Linked DNA regions of Oryctolagus cuniculus: region 1 is linked to region 2. The links are chromatin contacts, called in public Micro-C maps. All regions are on one chromosome and are shown on one strand. Each heading gives the region's core, a stretch centred on a gene start, on an enhancer-like site or on the middle of the called end of the contact. The rest is flanking DNA. Distances are from core to core; before and after follow the strand shown. Region 1 overlaps ARHGEF12 (Rho guanine nucleotide exchange factor 12). Region 2 holds the start of ARHGEF12 (Rho guanine nucleotide exchange factor 12).

What was found. A called contact is a pair of places that touch in the nucleus more often than the background predicts.
Region 1: a Micro-C map of ear pinna shows a contact between it and region 2, with 4 times the contacts expected there. The contact joins the enhancer-like site here to the promoter of ARHGEF12 in region 2. A contact is called at or near these places in 5 of 6 Hi-C or Micro-C datasets (ear pinna, embryonic fibroblasts, psoas muscle and 2 more).

Annotation. Positions count from the first base shown.
Region 1 is chr1:112,927,786-112,932,342 of mOryCun1.1, forward strand. It overlaps ARHGEF12 (Rho guanine nucleotide exchange factor 12), which reads left to right. Exons shown (of 39, transcript XM_017343054.3): 9 at 1,382-1,522. LOC138843468 (a long non-coding RNA gene) reads right to left here. Exons shown (of 2, transcript XR_011378171.1): 2 at 4,536-4,557. Among named protein-coding and RNA genes, the nearest start is that of GRIK4, 73 kb to the right of the region's middle. Within about 2 kb of position 2,411, at least 1 of the 8 cell types and tissues checked has an H3K27ac peak or open chromatin away from gene starts, as enhancers often do. A contact at or near this core is called in ear pinna, where this site is marked.
Region 2 is chr1:112,820,420-112,824,368 of mOryCun1.1, forward strand. It overlaps ARHGEF12 (Rho guanine nucleotide exchange factor 12), which reads left to right and starts at 2,114. Exons shown (of 39, transcript XM_017343054.3): 1 at 2,114-2,248. The coding sequence starts at 2,217.

The sequences.
Region 1 (4,557 bases), core at 1,161-3,660, 110 kb after region 2:
ATATCACTTTTCTCTGTTCTATAATAATTTAAAAAAAGAATGCTTTTGCTTTGATGTGACAGACTACTAAACTGTATTTAAATACTTTTAATTTTTGTGGTTCATTCTGAGATCTTTATACAGAATGACAGTTGATATGCTTTTAAGAAGGATGGATACAATATTTTATAAATTGACATGCATTGTGATGAACACATGAACAAACATTCTCTTACTTAATCTGCACAATAACCCTCTGAAATTAGGTCCTGTGGTTTCCCCCATTTTACACACATACCTAGAGAAACACAGATAAGTAACTGGTCTGACGTCAGTGACGTAGGTTAAAAATGATAGGACTAGAATTCAAATCTGGTCTGAGGATTTCAAAGCACATTCATACCCTTAATAACTATGTAATTTTTTTTTTGTAGTTTTAAATAGAGGTTACGATTCTCTATATAGATGTAAGTCACGAAGATAATGGTCTCATCAGAAAAAAAGTTATGCATTTCTTGGTCAACCAAGGCTTATATTCTGTAACACTCATATTTGGGATAAGGAAAGTTCCTTATACTACACCTTAAAGCAAAATGGACAGATTACCTGTGCATTTAAAATGAGTGAAAGCTGTTGATGTGTCGGTATTTCTGAGTTAGGTCTGAAGTGAAAACTACGTATTCACAGAACTAATGCTTGCCTAATCTGCTCATTTTTCAAGTGAAAAAAATCATGTTGTGGTTGAGAAAAGTAGGTCCTAAACTGAATGATTGCCCAAAGTCACCCACACATGGTATGTAAGGTCTCCTGACTTCCTGTTTAGTGTGCTTTTCATTACCCATTATTATTTTTTACTCCTTTCAGTTCCACTTGCTGTGTCACATTTTAAGTATTATGCCTCAGTAATGTTGAAAGTTTTAATGTTTTTATCACTGAGAAAAGACCCCATTCTTATCCTGATCCAACACTAAAAATGTGATTCCTGATCTAAAAGCTTATTAATAATTTGTTACCACATTATGTGCCAGAATTGGCAACTTATTGAAACTCTGAAGCACTGGAAGCCAGTTAACCAGAGTTATAGTATAATAATCCTTACTAATGAGCAGATAACATAAATTATTTAACAAGCTGGTTTATCTTTTTGCTATATTTTGAAGTTGGACCTTTTCTTTTCATTAAAATAATACTTTCCCTAACTGGAAGTGTTATGGCATTTTAGAATCATAGAATTTAGTAGTTGCTTGTGCTTTTTACTGATAGAACATTAAGCATTGTTGATCACATCAGAGTGTCCAACTTTTTGTGTACTCCATGTAGATTGTAGTGCCACTTTGTTTACACAGTCAATAATCGAAGTTTTCTTCTATGTGTTTGTGTGTGTTCCTTTGATCTCTTTTAGGATGGAGCCATAGTTACACCCTCCAGGCCTCTAGGTGATGCCCTGACAGTCAGTGATGCAGAGGTGGATCCTGGAGATGGACTGAGCAGGACTGATTGCAGCAGTGGAGATACTTCTCGGCCGAGTAGTGACAACACAGATGTAAGCATTAAATACGTTAAATCATTATCTTCTTGGATTATGTCTTACAGCCCTTTTCTTAATTTGAAGTTACATGCTTTAGCGGTGTCTTATTGCTCACTGTTTACCATCCCAGTCTTTGTGTTTTAAAATAAGATTTATTTATGGGGGCTGGCACTGTGGCATAGTGGATAAAGCTGCCACCAGCAGTGCTGGTATCCCATATGGGCACCGGTTTGAGTCCTGGGTGCTCCACTTCTGATCCAGCTCTCTGCTGTGGCCTGGGAAAGCAGTAGAAGTTGGCCCAAGTCCTTGGGCCCCTGCACCCACGTGGGAGAACCAGAAGAAGTTCTTGGCCTGGGTTGGCACAGCTCCAGCCATTGTGGCCAATTGGAGAGTGAAGCAGTGGAATGAAGACCTCTCTCTCTCTCTCTCTCTCTCTCTCTCTCTGCTTCTGCCTCTCTCTAATTCTGCCTTTCAAATAAATAAATATTTTTTTGACAGGCAGAGTTAGTGTGAGAGAGAGAGAGAGAGGTCTTCCTTTCGTTGGTTCACTCCCCAAATGGTTGCTACAGCCGGCGCACTGCACTGATCCAAAGCCAGGAGCTAGGCGCTTTCCTCCTGGTCTCCCATGTGGGTGCAGGGCCCAAGCACTTGGGCCATCCTCCACTGCCTTCCCGGGCCACAGCAGAGAGCTAGACTGGAAGAGGAGCAACCAGGACAGAACCACGCCCCAACCGGGACTAGAACCCGGAGTGCCGGTGCTGCGGGCGGAGGATTAGCCTAGTGAGCCGCGGCGCTGGCCTAAATAAATATTTTAAAAAAGATTTATTTATTTGAAAAACAGAGTTAATGGATAGGGGCGAGGGGAAGGGAGGGAGGAGAGAGAGAGATATCTTCCATCCTCTGGTTCACTCCTCAGATGGCCGCAAAGGCTGAGACTGGGCCAGGCCAAATCCATAAGCCAGGAGCTTCCTTGAGTCTCCCATTTGGGTGGCAAGGGCCCAAGTACCTGGGCCATCTTCTGTCTTTGTAGGCACATTAGCCGGGAGCTGGAGTGGAGTAGCTGGGACGTGAACTGGCATTCATATGAGATGCTGGTGTCTCAGGCAGCAGCCCAACCTACTGTGTCACAGTGCTGGCCCTCATCCCAGTCTTCAGTATAGCAATTTGATTAGCAGAAATTCTGGATACTGTTGTATTTAAGCTTTTTAATTTCAGAGGTCACTTTTTCCCTTCAACATCCATTGCCAAAGGTTTGTTTTGCGGGGATGGAATTTCCCAGCAAGCGTCTTGCTTGTGGGTAGAGGAGTTAATAATGCCAGTGCTTTCTTACTGAACCGAGAGGCCGGCTGTTGATATCTTTCAGAGCATGTCAATATTCCATTTGTGGTCAGAGTGACTCAGTCTTGAATCATGGGGCACTTTGCCATTACAAAGAGGAAAAGCTTCAGTCCTGTTAGCTAGACTTCAGTTAATAGCCTAGGTTTAGTAACAGCATTTCCTTGATTCGTCCAGGAACTACCAGATGAACATGGATAAGGTGATGTTAATAACATATTTTAAGTTGAATATGGTGCAGTATCATAGTAATATGAAAATTTAAAAGCTGACTTTAGTGTTACTTAGTAGTTTTAAAATTTATGCAATGATAAGAATAATGATTTAAAAATAGGTCACCCTCTTTCAAAGTGATGAGCAAAATAGATAAAGCCAGGGTTTTTGGAACTGTGGGTCATGAAATCAAGTTGGTGGGTTGTGACTAGAATTCTTTTTTAAAGAGTAGAATAGAAAATACAGATGCTTTGCATGTGGAAGAAGTGTTACTTCTTGTGACTCTTGTCGTATATACACAGTACATGCTGGTTAACAATATGAAATTTCTCTCTTATTGAAGGTTGTGGTTTAAAGTGAAAAATTGAAAGCTACGGTTAAAGCCATCATTCCAGCTATCTTTTGAGGCTCAGGCCGAGTGACTCACTTTCTCATGCAAGGAAACTTTGAGGATTTTTTTTTTTTTTTCAAATGAAGTCCTTAAAGGAGTCTTGTGATTGGCTTGGCTAAAGGTTTTAATGGAAAATTTTAATTTTAACTTGAGAAAAAAAATTTAAAATAGCTACCATATACCAGGCACAGATACCATACACTGTGATAAATGTTTTACAGTCCTTATCTTAGTTAATTCTCTAAATGGCCTTATGAAATAGTACTATTGTTATTGTAATTTTACAGAAGAAAATATTGACGCCAAAATGATTTAATCAACTTGCCCAAATTTCGTACTGGTTACTTACCCATGCAGTAAGTATTCTATCTCTGTCTAACCCCAAAGTATTAGTACTCCAAATATGAACAAGGGCACTGGGGTGTGAAAACATAGCATTTTGGGAAAACCATGAAAATTTTAGGGCATCCTGATGAATTAGGATTATGGATGAAATGGCTACTGATTATTTTTGAAACAGTCTTGAGTACAGATTATAGTGGGCTTCAACTTGATCTAGCAGTGCTACTTTTGGGAATTGTTCTCATTCTTTTTGATTAGGTTCTGCTTCCTCTGTCAAGTTCATGGCTTGTTTCTGCTGTCAGGTGGGAAGTTCCCCTGAGAGCCCAGGGATTCTTTTATCGTACTTCTTATTTCCAAAGCATAAAAATTCAGAACAGGAATACAGATGAGAAATTTGAATGTACGTTGTAGTTAGAGAAATGTTATAGTAGAATACAACTTTTAAAAATAAGGAATGAATTAGTGGGTAAAGAAGTAGGCATTCCAATGAATTAAGACTGGCATGTAATTGTTATGTAGTAAGCATCTGAATGAGCAGCAAAACAAAATCTTGTAGCAGAAGAGAGGCACTGGGGGCTCCTGTTCAAGTCCTGGCTGCCACACTTCCCACCTAGCTCCCTGATGCTGCCCTGAGAAAAGCACTGGGATATGGCCCAAGTGCTTGGGCCCCAGACACCCACGTGGGAGACCCAGAAGCAGCTTCTGGCTCCTAGCTTTTGCCTGTCCCAGAGAACCTACGGGTGGAAGTTCTCTTTTTGTTTCTCCCTCT
Region 2 (3,949 bases), core at 864-3,363:
CTTTAAAAAAAAAAAAGCAATAAGGAGTCATCTTTGGCCTCCGTTTATCTTTTCCTTTTTTTAACCCGGCTGTAACGTCAGCCTGAGCTCATGCATCTATTCAGGGATAATGATTCTTTCGTGAACTGTTGGGGAATGAGTTTGAGAAACAGCGTTGTGAAGAGGCAATCGCTTCCCCTCTCCAGAGCCACTGTTTCTCATTCGACTCGATTTGCCGCTTGATTTCCACAAAATGGCTGAAGTCGCTCACCGGCACCGCTTTGAGCCCAGACGTCTGACAAACAGGTGGAGAAAAGGGGTATGCTGGCAGCATCCAGAGCTATACTGCGTGTGGTGCCCGCGTTGCCCCCATACCGAGTTATCCAAACCCACAACTAGGTGGATGCCTAAATCTCCCCACCAAGCAGGACTGGTGGGGGAAAAAAAAATGAACAACTCTCCAGAGAGAACCAGTAATGCCACTTACTGGATAAATACACACTTTGTTTGCTCCCACTTCTTTCCACAAGCTTGTGAAGTCGCTATGGAGAGCACCATGCTTTCTCAGTTTGGCAAGTCAAACACTTAATTTTGCCAAGGCACAGATAGCCTAAAAAGCAACATTTATACTGAGAAACGCGGGCTCCGGTGCCCAAATCGCCTTTCCTCACGCCCACCGCAGGCAGCCACGGCTCGTGCGCGGCGGCCCCTCTCCCCGGGCCCAGGCCAGCAGCAGGTGCCCCAGGTGAGCGGCCAACGCCGAGACCTCGGTGTGCCGGGCTTTGCTTCCCAGGGCAGGGATGCTAACCCGGCGCCCGGACCCGACACGGGGCGAACAAGTACATTCCCTGAGGGAGTAAAAGTTTCCAGGACGAGGGGTGCGTCCCCTCCTGAAGTTGGCGGGGTCAGGGCGGGCTCTCTGGACACCTGTGGCTAACACTGACAGCGCGAGCAGCACCCCTAAGCGACCCTCTCCCACACTCTCCGGCTCCAGGGCCAGCGGCGAGCCTGGAGGTGCCGCCTTTGCCCCCGCGGGACTACTTTTCTGCTCCCCCCAAGCGAGGCCGAGGCGGAGGCGTCCGCGCGGGGGCGGCGCAAGCGAAGGGCGGGCGCGGGCGGCCGGCGCTGCGCGATGCGGCCCGGCGGAGGGATTCCCGGGTGAGGCGGCTTCCCGAAGTCAGAGGGGAGGAGGCCAAAAAAGTCGGCGGGGGAGGGGAAGCACGAGCTCGCGCTGGACGCGACCGGGAAGACAGAACCGGAACCGGAACCCGCGCGCGCGCCCGCGGTCGTCGGTCGCTCCCCCCACCTCCGCCCCACCGCCGGCGGCCGCCTCCGCCTTCTGCGCGCGCTCCCGCGAGGGCCCCCAGCACCCGGCGAGCCGGTTCCGCGCGGGGAGTCGCCGCCGCCGCCGCCGCCGCCGCCCGTCGCCTCCCGTGCCGAGGCTTCCACCAGGCCGGGCCGGACGGGAGCCTCCCGCCCCCCCCGCGGGAACCGCCGCCTACCGGAGCGTCGGGGAGGAGCCGCCGCCGCCGCCCGTGCTGACTGCGGAAGAGTCCGGGCCTCAAAGGGATGGGGAGCAGCCCGCGGCCCTGAGAGACCCCGGTCCCTGTCACTTCAGGTCGCGGGACTCCTTTTCCGCCGGCGCCCGCGGCTCGTCCCGGTGCCCCGGAGCCTGGTGGGGGCGGCGAGGAAGACGCGAGGGGTCCCCGGGCCGGGGGACATGGGGCCGCGCGAGCTCGGCGCGGGACGGCCCGAGACGCGGCCGAGGCTGCGGCCACGCGCGACCGGCAGCCCCAGTTAGAGAGCGGGGACGCGAGGGCTCGGCCGTGCGGGTGCGGACGGAGTTGACGGCCCCGAGACTCCGGAGGAGGAGCCGATCCCGCCCCGGCCCCGGCCGCGGCCCCGGCGGGAGTCCGGGTCCCCTTCCCACGGCGCGCGGACTTCCCTGGGCCACGGAGTTCTCTCGCTGTGCCTCCTGCAGGATTTGTCGCAGGCGCCGGGACTCGCCTGCCGGCTGACTTTGTTGGTTTTGTTTTGGATGATAACTTTGCTCCAGCCCGCATCCCCTTTGCTTGACCCCTTCCAATCGGATGTTCTAGATGACTGCATGGAGTGTTGAGTTGGACTTTTGTGTCCCCGACGGAGTTGGGCCTGATCCCAGAGCACTGGGGGTGGGGTGGAGGTGTTACTGTAAAATGCAAGTTGGATGAAAGGAGGACCTCTCGCCAAGGGCCCCAATGAGTGGCACACAGTCTACTATCACCGACAGGTTCGTATGAAGCCCTCCTCCCCTAGCCCGCCCGCGTCCGGCCGGCCGGCCCGGCGACAGCCGGTCCTGCACGCCGCCTTTGGCCCGCGGAGTTGACAGGCACAGGAGAGAGGGCTGTTTGGGAGCCGGGCAGTTAGCGGAGGGTGGCTGCCGAGGGGTCGGTTGGTTGGAAACACGGTCTTTCTGGCGAGAAGGGGTGCGCCCCACCACGAGCGTGGGGTTTTTGTCTGTGGTTCTGGCTGGGGTGTGCGTTTGGAGTCTGTTCTCATCTTTGGAACCAGAGGAAGGTCACGTTAGGTGAAGGTCAGCGCCAGAAGACGGCTGGGTGTTGGTGCATCGTCAGTTTGACTCCTGCCCTGTGCAAGTTCTCGGAACCCCTTACATTTTAGCGATTTCTGTCCGGGAACTGAATCTTCAGCCTCCTGCCTGGTGATTCGTGGACTTGGTCTCTTTTAGGTGTTGACCCCTCCAGTGTTTAATTATCTAATAATTTTCCAGAATGTTGACATGGCTCTCGCGCGAGGCAGTATGCAGGAGCTGGAGGAAATGAGGAAACTCCCAGGGCTTGCTTTCAGTTATTGTATTTTAATATTCCATCTTCCAGAAACACTTGGTTAAGGGGTGTAAACCCTAAGCATAGTGCAAGCATGGCAGGTGGATGTGTTGACGTCTGTGTACCCTTTACAAGTATTTATAATTGTTGCGTGGAGTGCGGCGATTTGAGCTGGACTATACGTGGTTGAAGTAGAGTTCCCTTATTCCCAAACGTTATTCTTTTGACTAGGTTACATGATTGAATTTCTTAACCCCATTTTATTTCTCACTTTAATTATGGCAAAATGCTGTGTATGTTTGATAGTCTCAGATTTCAATCTGTTTATTAAGTCAAGCTTCACACTACTACATCTGAAAAAATAAATACTCAATTTTCAGTCCAGAGCTCTTTGTTGAAAAGTGCAACAATAGTGGTTCTGCAGAAAGTAGATTAATTTGCTAATAAGAGAGTTTTACCCAATTGTAAAGCTCATTTGTTGATTCTGAAAGAGCCAAATTCCATTATCATACCATAACAGCCACTCCAGAAACAGAACTTCCTCTTCCTGTTGATGCTTTCCAGTGTCACATGAATGTTCACCTAAAAGATTCCATTAAATAATTAAGCTATTTATGTTTATCCTTTGTGTTTTTTATTAAATGAGTTTTCATTTTCAGTGAGATAATGTTTAATTTTTCTGAGAATATACTTAACATGAATAGTGATGATGCTATTTTAGTTAACCCCATTCCTTTTCTTTTCTGGGAGTCTTGCTCCTGAGAAACTGTTTTTCACCAGCATGTGGATAATTGTTTCCCTGATTCATTCGAATCTTATCTTTTTGTTGAGCACATAGACAAGAAGTCTTACTAGACGCTAATGTGGTATTGGTTTTCCTTGTAATGCTTGGGTGCTGTTGCAGAAACAGAACTTGGGGTCACCAACTCATCCCCACAGAAATCACTAAAAAGCCCCAGCTTTGCTTTTCAGGGATTTTTCTTTCAGTTATCTTGGAAATACAATCTTAGAATTTGTGTACTTTTTATACTTTTTATAACTTAAACGGCATATCGCCATTCAAGAAGCCTGCAGTTATTGAAAGCCTGTTCTTTGACATGCACTGTGCTAGGCACAAAAGGTGGACAGAATGAATGTGTGAATATTGG